Regions from separate parts of the Anas platyrhynchos genome. Here region 2 is linked to region 1. Evidence: chromatin contacts called from public Hi-C data. All regions are on one chromosome and are shown on one strand. The core of a region is the stretch at or near the end of the contact, and the rest is flanking DNA. Distances in the headings are between cores, read along the strand shown.

Region 1 (4,993 bases), core at 1-2,500:
AAGTAAACTTGGAAAATCTAATGCAACTGAACAACAAACACAGACCACCACTACCACCAAAAAAACCCCACATAACTAAAACTGAGGAAAATTAATCATAACTAAACTAACTACTTACCTAAGTAGTTAAAAATATTGCCTCCTTATTGGTCAGTACTTTGAAAAATTTGGGATTTTTTTATCTTCACAGAAGCTTCTATTGTCTGCTAGTAGGGTTCAGGTTTTACTATGAGGCACAGGATCACAAAATAGTTCAGTATAGAGACTGGTTAAGTGTATACAGCAAAATAACATTGCATTTTTCCCAATGTAGGGATAATTAATATTTTACTTTGTTTAAATTTGTATTTATGAATAATATATGGATGAATAAGAAAAAATATTTTTGCATGTTTTCTTTAGATGAACCAGAGTTCATTGACTGGGAGAAAGATAGTGATTCTACAGATAAATTTGATGGATCAGAAAAAGATGACAGCTCACTGGAGATATCGGACTCAGACTCCTGCACAAATCTTAATTCTCCACCTGTCAAAGAGGAGAATGATGAGCTCTATAAGGTAAGAAACTGGTTTTTAAAAAATAAAGATTCTACTATAGTTATGTAGTGTATATATGTAGTGACATTCACAAGAATGTCAAGGTATTTTCTCTGACTGCCGAATCAACAATGTCCCACGCCTAGAAATTGGTACTGTGGTCACTGAGTCACAGAATTGCTGAAGTGGGAAGGCGCCTCTGGAGATCATCCAGTTCAACCCCTCTGCTCAGAGCTGGGCCTGATAGAGCAGGTTGCTCAGGGTTGTCTGGCTGGGTTGCAAGCATCTCCAACGATGGAGGCTCTACAACTGCTCTGGGCAACCTGTTCTAGTGTTCAGTCACTCTCTGAGTAAATAAGTTCGTTACATTTAAATAGATTTTTATTGTATTTCAATGTGCACACACAAAAGTGATCAAATGGATAGATTTCCTACCAGAAATTTGATCTGGATTCTTTATAGCCCCATCTAAATGGTGCTGCCTTTAGAGAGCAGATCTCCAGATTTCCTGTAATGTGGTGGGTCAGACAACTACCTATTTCTCTGGTCTCTCTTCCACCCTCTGAGGTGAGCGTAGTGTCTGCCTTTTCGCCTGACCGTCTCCACAGGCACCTCTGAGAAGGAGAGAGGAGGCGGTCACCGCCTGCTGCTGGATGCTGCAGGCTGGATGCTGCCTGCCACGGCAGCCCCCGGAGCCCCGCAGAGCCGGCAGAGGGCACCAGAGGCCGGGCTGCGAGCAGTTCTCTCCTCCCGGGCAGCAGGGAGCCTGGCCAAGGTGTATTTCCATCTATCTAATCAGAGAGGCTTCCTTAACGCGGCTGGCAGCGGGCACGGAAGGAAGTTCTGCCTGCAGACCGAGCCGTGGCCAGGTTCCTCACCCAAGCAGTCAAATGACAGGGACCGGCTGCCTTTGGGAGCATGTCTTCTTGTTGCAGCCAGAGGCTGGAAATAGCCCGGTGGAACTGGACATCCTGTGTTATGGCACGCTGCCGTGTTGACACATGTGACCTGGCTTTGGGCTGTCTGACGTGGATGGTGGTAGCAATTTAGCATCCGTAGCTCAGGGTTCACCATGGGTTAATTGAGTATTTTTCAGGTTCTTGAAGAGCTGATTTAAAATAACACAAGTCTTGGACAGCAGTGTTAGAAGAGAACATGCAGTCCATATAAACCTTGGGAAAATAGACCTGGGATTTACGCAAGCCATAAAAGTCCCTCTTCTGTTATACCAGTGCGATTTACTCCGCTGCAGATGGAAGGTTGGGTGAATGCTATGAGACACTTCAATAATAGTAAATAGTGCTCAGGAGAGGCTTCATTTAGATGCAACCATACTAAAATAAACAGGTTTTAACCTTAACCAGAATAAGCTATGCTACTACAAAATCTGTGGGGAAATTGGGAATCTCAGGATCCTTTTTCAGGTTTTTCTTTCCAAGTCGGAGTGCCACGCTGTGGGAATTTCCATGGGTGGTCAGCCTTACCAGTAAACTTTCTTCTGGGAATTTGGTGTATGCAGGAGGTTAAAGCCCCAGCGATCACTGTCATTTGCATTCTTTGCTTTGCTTTACTTCAGATATGCTATTTTCCTAGGAAACATTGCAGGCAAGCTGTTTGAGAGGATTCCAAGAGCGAACACAAAAGTGTTCACTATAGGAGGTCATTTGCTGTATGAGTATTCTTCAAAAAGGCCTCTTAATTTTGTGGCCTAGTTCATGGTGGGGAAAGGAAAAAGAGCCAAATGTTGATATATCATCATTTTTGTGGTATTTACTAAATCTCTGGAACCTAATGGAGTGTGTGGATAATCAAAAGACCATGAAATTTATTTTACCCCACTTCAAAATATGCCAAATACCAAGAGGTTCTAGAGGTTTAGGACTGCTGCCAAATATCTTTATTGTAGTATTTACCCATGGTAAGAGCGAGATAGGTTTCTACTGGGAAATGAATAACTTTATAGCTGTTTTTTTCCCTAATATACCAGTAGATCTAATTTGAGAATTACTTCTAGTCAATTAATTACGTAGAACAACTTGATGTGTTGTTTCAGTATGAGGGTAAAACTCTTGTTTCTGTGTCAGGTGTAAAACTACAGTCCCACTTCAGTTTGTGTTCCATCTTAAGTCCCTGTGCAGTGTCTTTCTTATCAGCTAGCAGCCTCTGACCTCTAAAGCTACTTGACATAGGGTAATGAGGAAGGCAAGTTGAATCTCGTCTTGTGGTGAGCAACTGTTAATTTTGGTTCAATCCAGAATTATTGGGGGGGGGGGGGGGGAAGCTATGAAAATACAACATGGTCATGCTTTGCTTTCCTTTGTGTCTTGTTAAGGGATGGAATTTCTCATGCATCACCATTTACTTAAGGTGATAAAGAACAAAGGTCTGGCAAGACCTGATGCCAGAAGATTTTTGTTTCTCTGCTCTGCTACCTCTGAAGGATGCCCAATTGCCCTTTTTCTTGGGGACTGTGGTGCTCTGAATAAAGATTAACCATTAATGATGATTTTTTAGCATCCATGTTTTCCAGAAGAGCACCATCTAATCACCTCAAAATTGGTCTAACACAGTTCTATGCATTGGTAATAATTACTTTTTCCCTGACTTGTGCAGAGGCCTTGTCTAATGTGCTGAGGAACCATATTTTGTGAGAATGATTAATTTCTGAATTATATTTGATTTATTAATATCTTAATGTTGGGGATTATATAAGATCTCATATTTATTAAATGGTTTGAGTGAGAAGGGATCTCAAAGATCCCTCAGTTCCAGCCCCCCTGCCGTGGGCAGGGACACCTCCCACCAGACCAGGTTGCCCAAACCCCATCCAGCCTGGCCTTGAACACCTCCAGGGATGGGGCATCCACAGCTTCTCTGGCAGCCTGTGCCAGTCCCTCACCGCCCTTACAGTGAAGAATTTCCTCCTAACATCTAATTTAAATCCCCCTGTTTTTATTTTTTTTTTTAGTTCAAAGCTGTTACCCCTTGTCCTATCCCTACACCCCCTGACACTGAGTCCCTCCCCGGCTTTCCTGTAGGCCTCCTTTAGGTGCTGGCAGGCTGCTGTAAGGTCTCCCCATGGCCTTCTCTTCTCCAGGCTGAACAACCCCAGCTCTCTGTCCCTCTTCATAGGAGAGGTGCTCCAGCACTCTGATCATCTTCACGGCCCTCCTCTGGACTCGCTTTAAAAGGTCCACATCCTTCTTGTGCTGGGGGCCGCAGAGCTGAAGGCAGCACTCCAGGTGGGGCCTCACGAGAGCAGAGAGGGAGAATCACCTCCCTTGCCCTGCTGGTCATACCTCTTTTGATGCAGCCCTGGATAGGATTGCCCTTCTGATCTGTAAGCACACATTGCTGGCTCATGTTGAGTTTCTCATTACCCAGGTTCTTCTCCTCAGGGCTGCTCTCACTCCATTCTCTGCCCAGCCTGTATTTGTGCTTGGCATTGCCCTGACCTAGATGCAGGACCTTGCAGTTGGCCTTGTTGAACCTCATGAGATTTGCATGGACCCACATCTCCAGCCTGCCCAGGTCCCTCTGGATGGCATCCCTTCCCTCCAGTGTGTTGACTACATCACTCAGCTTGGTGTCATCGGCAAACTTGCTGAGGGTGCACTCGATCCCACTGACAAAGATGTTAAGTGTAGTGTTGGTCACAGTACTGACCCGAGGGACACTGATGTTGTAGTGCTGTTGTAGGTGAGCTCCTGTCTCCTGCCACACTGGGAATTTTCTCTGTCTCTGTGTGCTGAGTGGCATCTCCTTCCACACTTCAATCCCTCCTTAAAACATTCTCTGTAACTTTAGCGCTGGCCTACTTTTAGTGATACAGAGTATATAATTCCTGTGTCTCAGAGTATTCTTTTTATCCTCTGTATTGTATCTCCTTACTGGTTTCTTACTGATTACCAGATGTGCTTACTTTCTATAGAATCATTAAGGTTAGAAAAGACCTTCAAGATCATCTGGTCCAACCATCACCCCACTTCCAATGTCAAATATGCAAGGCAAGAGAGTTATCCCAGAATGGCATGAAGGAGAGGTTTTTGCCCTTTGTATAGTTAAAGTATGGGAATTAGGCATCCTTCTGTACTTGCTATGCAGCATTAATAAAGCTTAAGTTGTTACTGTTGACACTCTTTGTTGCAGAATGCACAAATAAGCTTGCCTGCTAATCTTGGTGTCTGATGTGGCTGAAATGTATCAAAAACACATGATTAAAAGCTTGTTTCTTTTAAATACAGATTGAGTGGTAATAACCCCAAAGTATCTTGCTGTATGATCATAGGCAGTTGAAGAGAATCACCACATTTTGTTTCAAAACTTGGTTAGATGAATCAGCACTGTGCTGTCACTCCTCTGTGCTGCAGCCTGTGTACACTGATACTGCAAGATTTGATGTGATGTTTGTGTAGAGTTGTGCAAAAGTTAATTATCAGGTTTTCTGCGAGTGA
Region 2 (4,542 bases), core at 1,560-4,059, 200 kb after region 1:
TAGTAAATATCTAAGGTATGTGCCAAAAGTGCAATTTAACACCTCGTATGATCAGCCACTTCATTTCTAAATGTCCCTTCGCCTTTTCATGTAGCTGTTTATTGTGCTTTAACTTTCTCATATTTGCAGTGACACCGAGAAACCCAGGCTGCCTCAGAGAGCCAATCGTTAGTCATAATGCCACCTGCTTTATTGGTGCCAGAGATGAAAAGAACTAAATGCACCGAGACGCAGGACGCATGCACATGTATATAAAAATAACCATATTGCACACCTGTGGAAAAAAAACCCCGTCTGCTCATCATCACCTGCATAAATGGGTAAATTTTGGTGTTTTCGGTGATTAAAGTGCCCTAAATCAACTTTAAGAGCAAGCAGTAAATCTCAAGGTTTATTTTTATTTTTAAATAAACGGTCTTATCTGTAATGTTTATTCTACAAAAATATAAGCGAACAGTATTTTTAATAAATAAATCCGATATAAAGATTTCAAATTTTTGATTCATAACGTTAATTATTGACAAACAATTGATCATATTTAATAAGAAGGAAGGAAAAAAAACAGTAGTTGCTGGAAAATGTTTAGAACAAAAAAAAAAAAAAAGCACTACTGAACAGCTTCTGCCCTATTCATTAGTTTTCTGCCAGCAGACTTCCCAGTCTTGAGACTTCCACAGCCTTTAACAAGGACAGATTCCTCTGCTCTCCAGCTGCAAGGTTCACTTGAAATTGGTGCCAGAGGCAGCCACAGCCTCAACAGGACTGAGACTACCCCCTTGCCACAGAGGCAGGAAGGAGAACTTGTAGGTGGTGAAAGGGCAAAGACTCATTTTTATTATACCTTTTATGATAATTATTAAAAACATAAATGGAAGATATCTTCGACAGTGAATTACGGGTAATAAACAAACGCGATATTTTAGAAAAAAAATCTTGCCACCTTGCTGTCTGTGCTGCACTGCATTCGCCACCAAGGTTACCTGAAAACCGGCTGCCAGAGAGTAAGAGCCAAATCTTGCATGACTTCTCAACTTTGTCATGAGTAAATACCAAAGTGCAGCAGACATTATTCTGCTGTGCTGCAGTTACAGCAAGAAGCTTACAGTACTCTGCTGTGCTACCAGCGCCAATGTCTGGCTTTGGCCAAACAACTGATTTGGAATCAATAAAACATGAGGAGCATAGACCTCTGAAGTACAGAGGCACAGACTAAAATCCCTGATTGTTAAAAACCAACCTGCTGTAACAAACTGGCACAATCTCATCATTAGTTTCTCATTATCCAGTAATGGAATAAACATCCAGACACCTTAGGTATCTAGAACTGAACACCATTTTCTGATTATTTTTAGCATGTGCTTTACTGTTTCTATTGATATTATTTCTTAATTAAAACTAGAAGGTTCTCATGTGTGTGCAGAATGGTTTCAGTTGACTGCCAGTAAGGCCTCTAAACAAACAAAAAAAACAAACACAAAGCACACACTTTTACTACAAGGATGCCTACAAGTCCAGAAGGTACGGATTCGTGGCTCTCCTCTGAATGATCAGAGTGCCTTTCAAATCACTCTTAAAGCTCTGCAAGCCCTGCCAGTTCTTTCCACGTTGACTTTAACACAAAAACAATAAAGCTGCTTGGGTGCAGAACCACGTAAACAAATCACTGTTTAAACACAGCTTTCATACAAAAATATTTTCTCTATTAGTCAAGTTAACCAATGATGATAAAAGTGGTTAAGTGGTTTTTCCCATTTTGGCCTTAAAATTCTGACTGGCTGCAGCTGTGTGTTGGGGTCCATCCCCCTTGGCTTTAGAAAGTCACCCCTCACATCCAGGGCTCCCATCCTTCCCAGACTCTGCCAAGAACGTTGGGGTCTGTTGCTTGATCTATCAGGCATCTCACTTGGGTTTCTTCTGACAGTCCGTCCTCGGGCTCCTTGGCTCTGATATTGTGATCAGTGTTACCACGAGCCACAGCTGCACAATCGTTGTAAAAGGGTGACTTCTCATAGCCCAGGCGGAGCTCATCACTAAATAGGGAACACAAAAGTAAGTTCTTATTAAGAGGAACAAGCCAAGGAAGTCTTAGGTAGGGGGGTTTAAACTATGAAATGCTACTTGGACACCATTCATGCAGCTTTACTTTTCAAGAAATGTGGAGTTCAATAGCTGTGGAAGTCTTGGCCAATCAAAGCTGGGTGATTTCAGGTGTCCTTTGCTTGTGAATATTTACCACAAATATTTAAATCTGGTCAAAAACCTCTTAACTGGAAGAAGGATACGGTGGTTCACATCCAAGCTGATTTATCTCCTTACCTGCCCTGCTGATTTGTGTCTGCAATAAATATTTTGCTGCTTTTTCCAGTTCAGCCTTGACAGTGAAAGAGACTCCTCCCAAGTCTTAAACTTTTCAGTGTTTGTATGGTTTTAAAACAGGCTCACTTTCTCCTTGTTTTCATTACTCTCCTCCCCCCCTCCCCATTTTTTTTTTCTTTTATTAATCCAGAATGCCTTTTTAAAAGAGGATGGAAGGGATTAATTGTACTTTAACTGAATTCTGAAGACGTTCTGATTTGAGCCAGACTTGACTAGACTGACAGAAATAACCTGAGAATGCCACCAGGTTTGAATTTGATGTTTTTGGAAAGCAGCTTACCTTCATTCCTCCTCTACACCTATTTCAGGTTCTCCTCCAAACAAGTGTCCAGCAGAAGCACATCAGATTCTTAAATACTAGCCCTAGCCTAAAAGCTGTGTAGATGGAACATAATTTCTCACTCTTCAGACTGCTGTTCTTTAAGCCAGCTTACAGGGTGGGAACGAACTTGTTGCCAGGAACAGTAAAACTGCTCAAGAGGCCTGAGCTGGAGCAAGAACAGTTGGGGAGATATCTGGTGTTTTGGCTGGCAGGATGATTCAGAGAGCTTGTACGTGGACCAAAATGATTCCTAAAAATATTTTGCCCTGTCTGCCTCTTCTTTTCCTAGCTGCCATTCTATCTGAAGGGAGCAAAACTGCCGACAAGTTTTGGAGCCTGCCAAAGTTCTTAGTGGAACAGTTTAAAACAAAAGGGGAGCATCTTACCAAGTGATTCTTGCTGGATTGCAGCCTGTAAGCTTTCTTTTGACGTAGCTGACTTTTTGCAAAGGGTACCAGTTTACTTGAGATGTGTTTATTTCCTTAATCCACGTGCCTCCTTTTTTCAGCTGCCTTTGTTCAAAGTTCTAAAGAGGAAATAATTTTGCTCTATTTATTATATTCATCATACTTAAACAGACCTTTATGCTGCCACATCATACCAAGTCAAGCCAGTAACTCATAATAGGAGATGCAGTGGAAGGCGAAGTGGTGAGATAGTATCTAGGCTGCCTGTGACTTTAAATTTAATTTACAATTGGACTTCCTTAAGTAAGTGCGGTTTGTTTCAGATGCTTTGTTTCTCTGTAATTGTTAGATAAATACAGTGCTGTTATAAAAATTTAAGGGGCTCAATGCAAAAAGTTGAAAATACTTATGCTGCTGCCATAAGTGACATAATGTGTTCAAGAGATAACTGCATTTTTAGGATTATCACACAAAGAATGGTACATTATCAGCACAGCCATGTGCAACTCTTCCTTGTCCATCATCATCCCTACAAAATTCTGTCATTTTAAATGTTTTATGTCCAGTTTCGTTATGAACTCAATAGAAGAAGCACTGAGACCAAGCATCACGAAATACCTCCTTTTTGATCACTTTTGTTCTTAGAGTTTAAAGAATTTTTACATAAGGAAAAAGGAAATAAAAAAACCCCTCACCTTCCAGTCCAGAGAAGGCTCCTTTACAAATACATCCATCGTGTTGATGAGGGGCTCTGGATCTGCACGATAAGCTCTGAGGGCATGTACCATCACACTGTAAATGAGACCCCACTCCTTCACTGGCATCATCAGATTAACAAACTGGCGAGTCAGACGAAAAGGCATCAGCTCTGGCACTGGCAAAATCTAACCAAGGGCAAGGATAGTCAAAAGAAAACAAGAATTAAATAACCTTGAGAACAAAGGATTAGAAAAACCTTCTTTGTAACTTAACTGAACACATGCAGGTCGGTGGAACAGCACCACACTGTGCCATCAGAGCTCTGGTTGTGAGTATTTAGAGACAGTGGTTGAAAGCATGGTTACACTGTACAAAACACCATCACACAGGCTGAATATGTATTTTTCATTCCTTTTCCCCTTTATGTGAAACTTCATAGTTTCATATAAACTGCTTGTCTGAGAAATGCCTGGAAACAGTTTTTGTTCTATTAACCAGAAGTTACTTTTAAAGATTATTTTACAATTGGAACAATGGCAAATGAAAATGAAATACCTGAAATTTAGTATTGAGAACTGACTCATAATTGCATACAGAAAAGCAGTAACAAATATTTTTAGAAAACAAATACCTGTGTGGCGGATCCAAATGCATGTCCAAAATCTATTCCCACCATGCCGCCTGTCTCCTTGTTAATCATGAAGTTGGACAGATGTCTGTCTCCAATACCAAGTATCC

What was found. A called contact is a pair of places that touch in the nucleus more often than the background predicts.
Region 2: a contact with region 1 is called in a Hi-C map of subcutaneous adipose tissue, with 2.8 times the contacts expected there. The contact joins two enhancer-like sites. A contact is called at or near these places in 3 of 8 Hi-C or Micro-C datasets (F5 follicle, liver and subcutaneous adipose tissue).

The regions. Positions count from the first base shown.
Region 1 is chr2:46,109,576-46,114,568 of IASCAAS_PekinDuck_T2T, forward strand. It overlaps SPIDR (scaffold protein involved in DNA repair), which reads left to right. Exons shown (of 19, transcript XM_072034680.1): 5 at 403-560. Among named protein-coding and RNA genes, the nearest start is that of SPIDR, 15 kb to the left of the region's middle. Within about 2 kb of position 1,251, at least 3 of the 8 cell types and tissues checked have an H3K27ac peak or open chromatin away from gene starts, as enhancers often do. A contact at or near this core is called in subcutaneous adipose tissue, where this site is marked.
Region 2 is chr2:46,305,837-46,310,378 of IASCAAS_PekinDuck_T2T, forward strand. It overlaps PRKDC (protein kinase, DNA-activated, catalytic subunit), which reads right to left. Exons shown (of 86, transcript XM_072034678.1): 83 at 4,436-4,542; 84 at 3,801-3,989; 85 at 3,085-3,224; 86 at 379-2,030. The coding sequence ends at 1,826. Among named protein-coding and RNA genes, the nearest start is that of CEBPD, 6.6 kb to the left of the region's middle. Within about 2 kb of position 2,810, at least 1 of the 8 cell types and tissues checked has an H3K27ac peak or open chromatin away from gene starts, as enhancers often do. A contact at or near this core is called in subcutaneous adipose tissue, where this site is marked.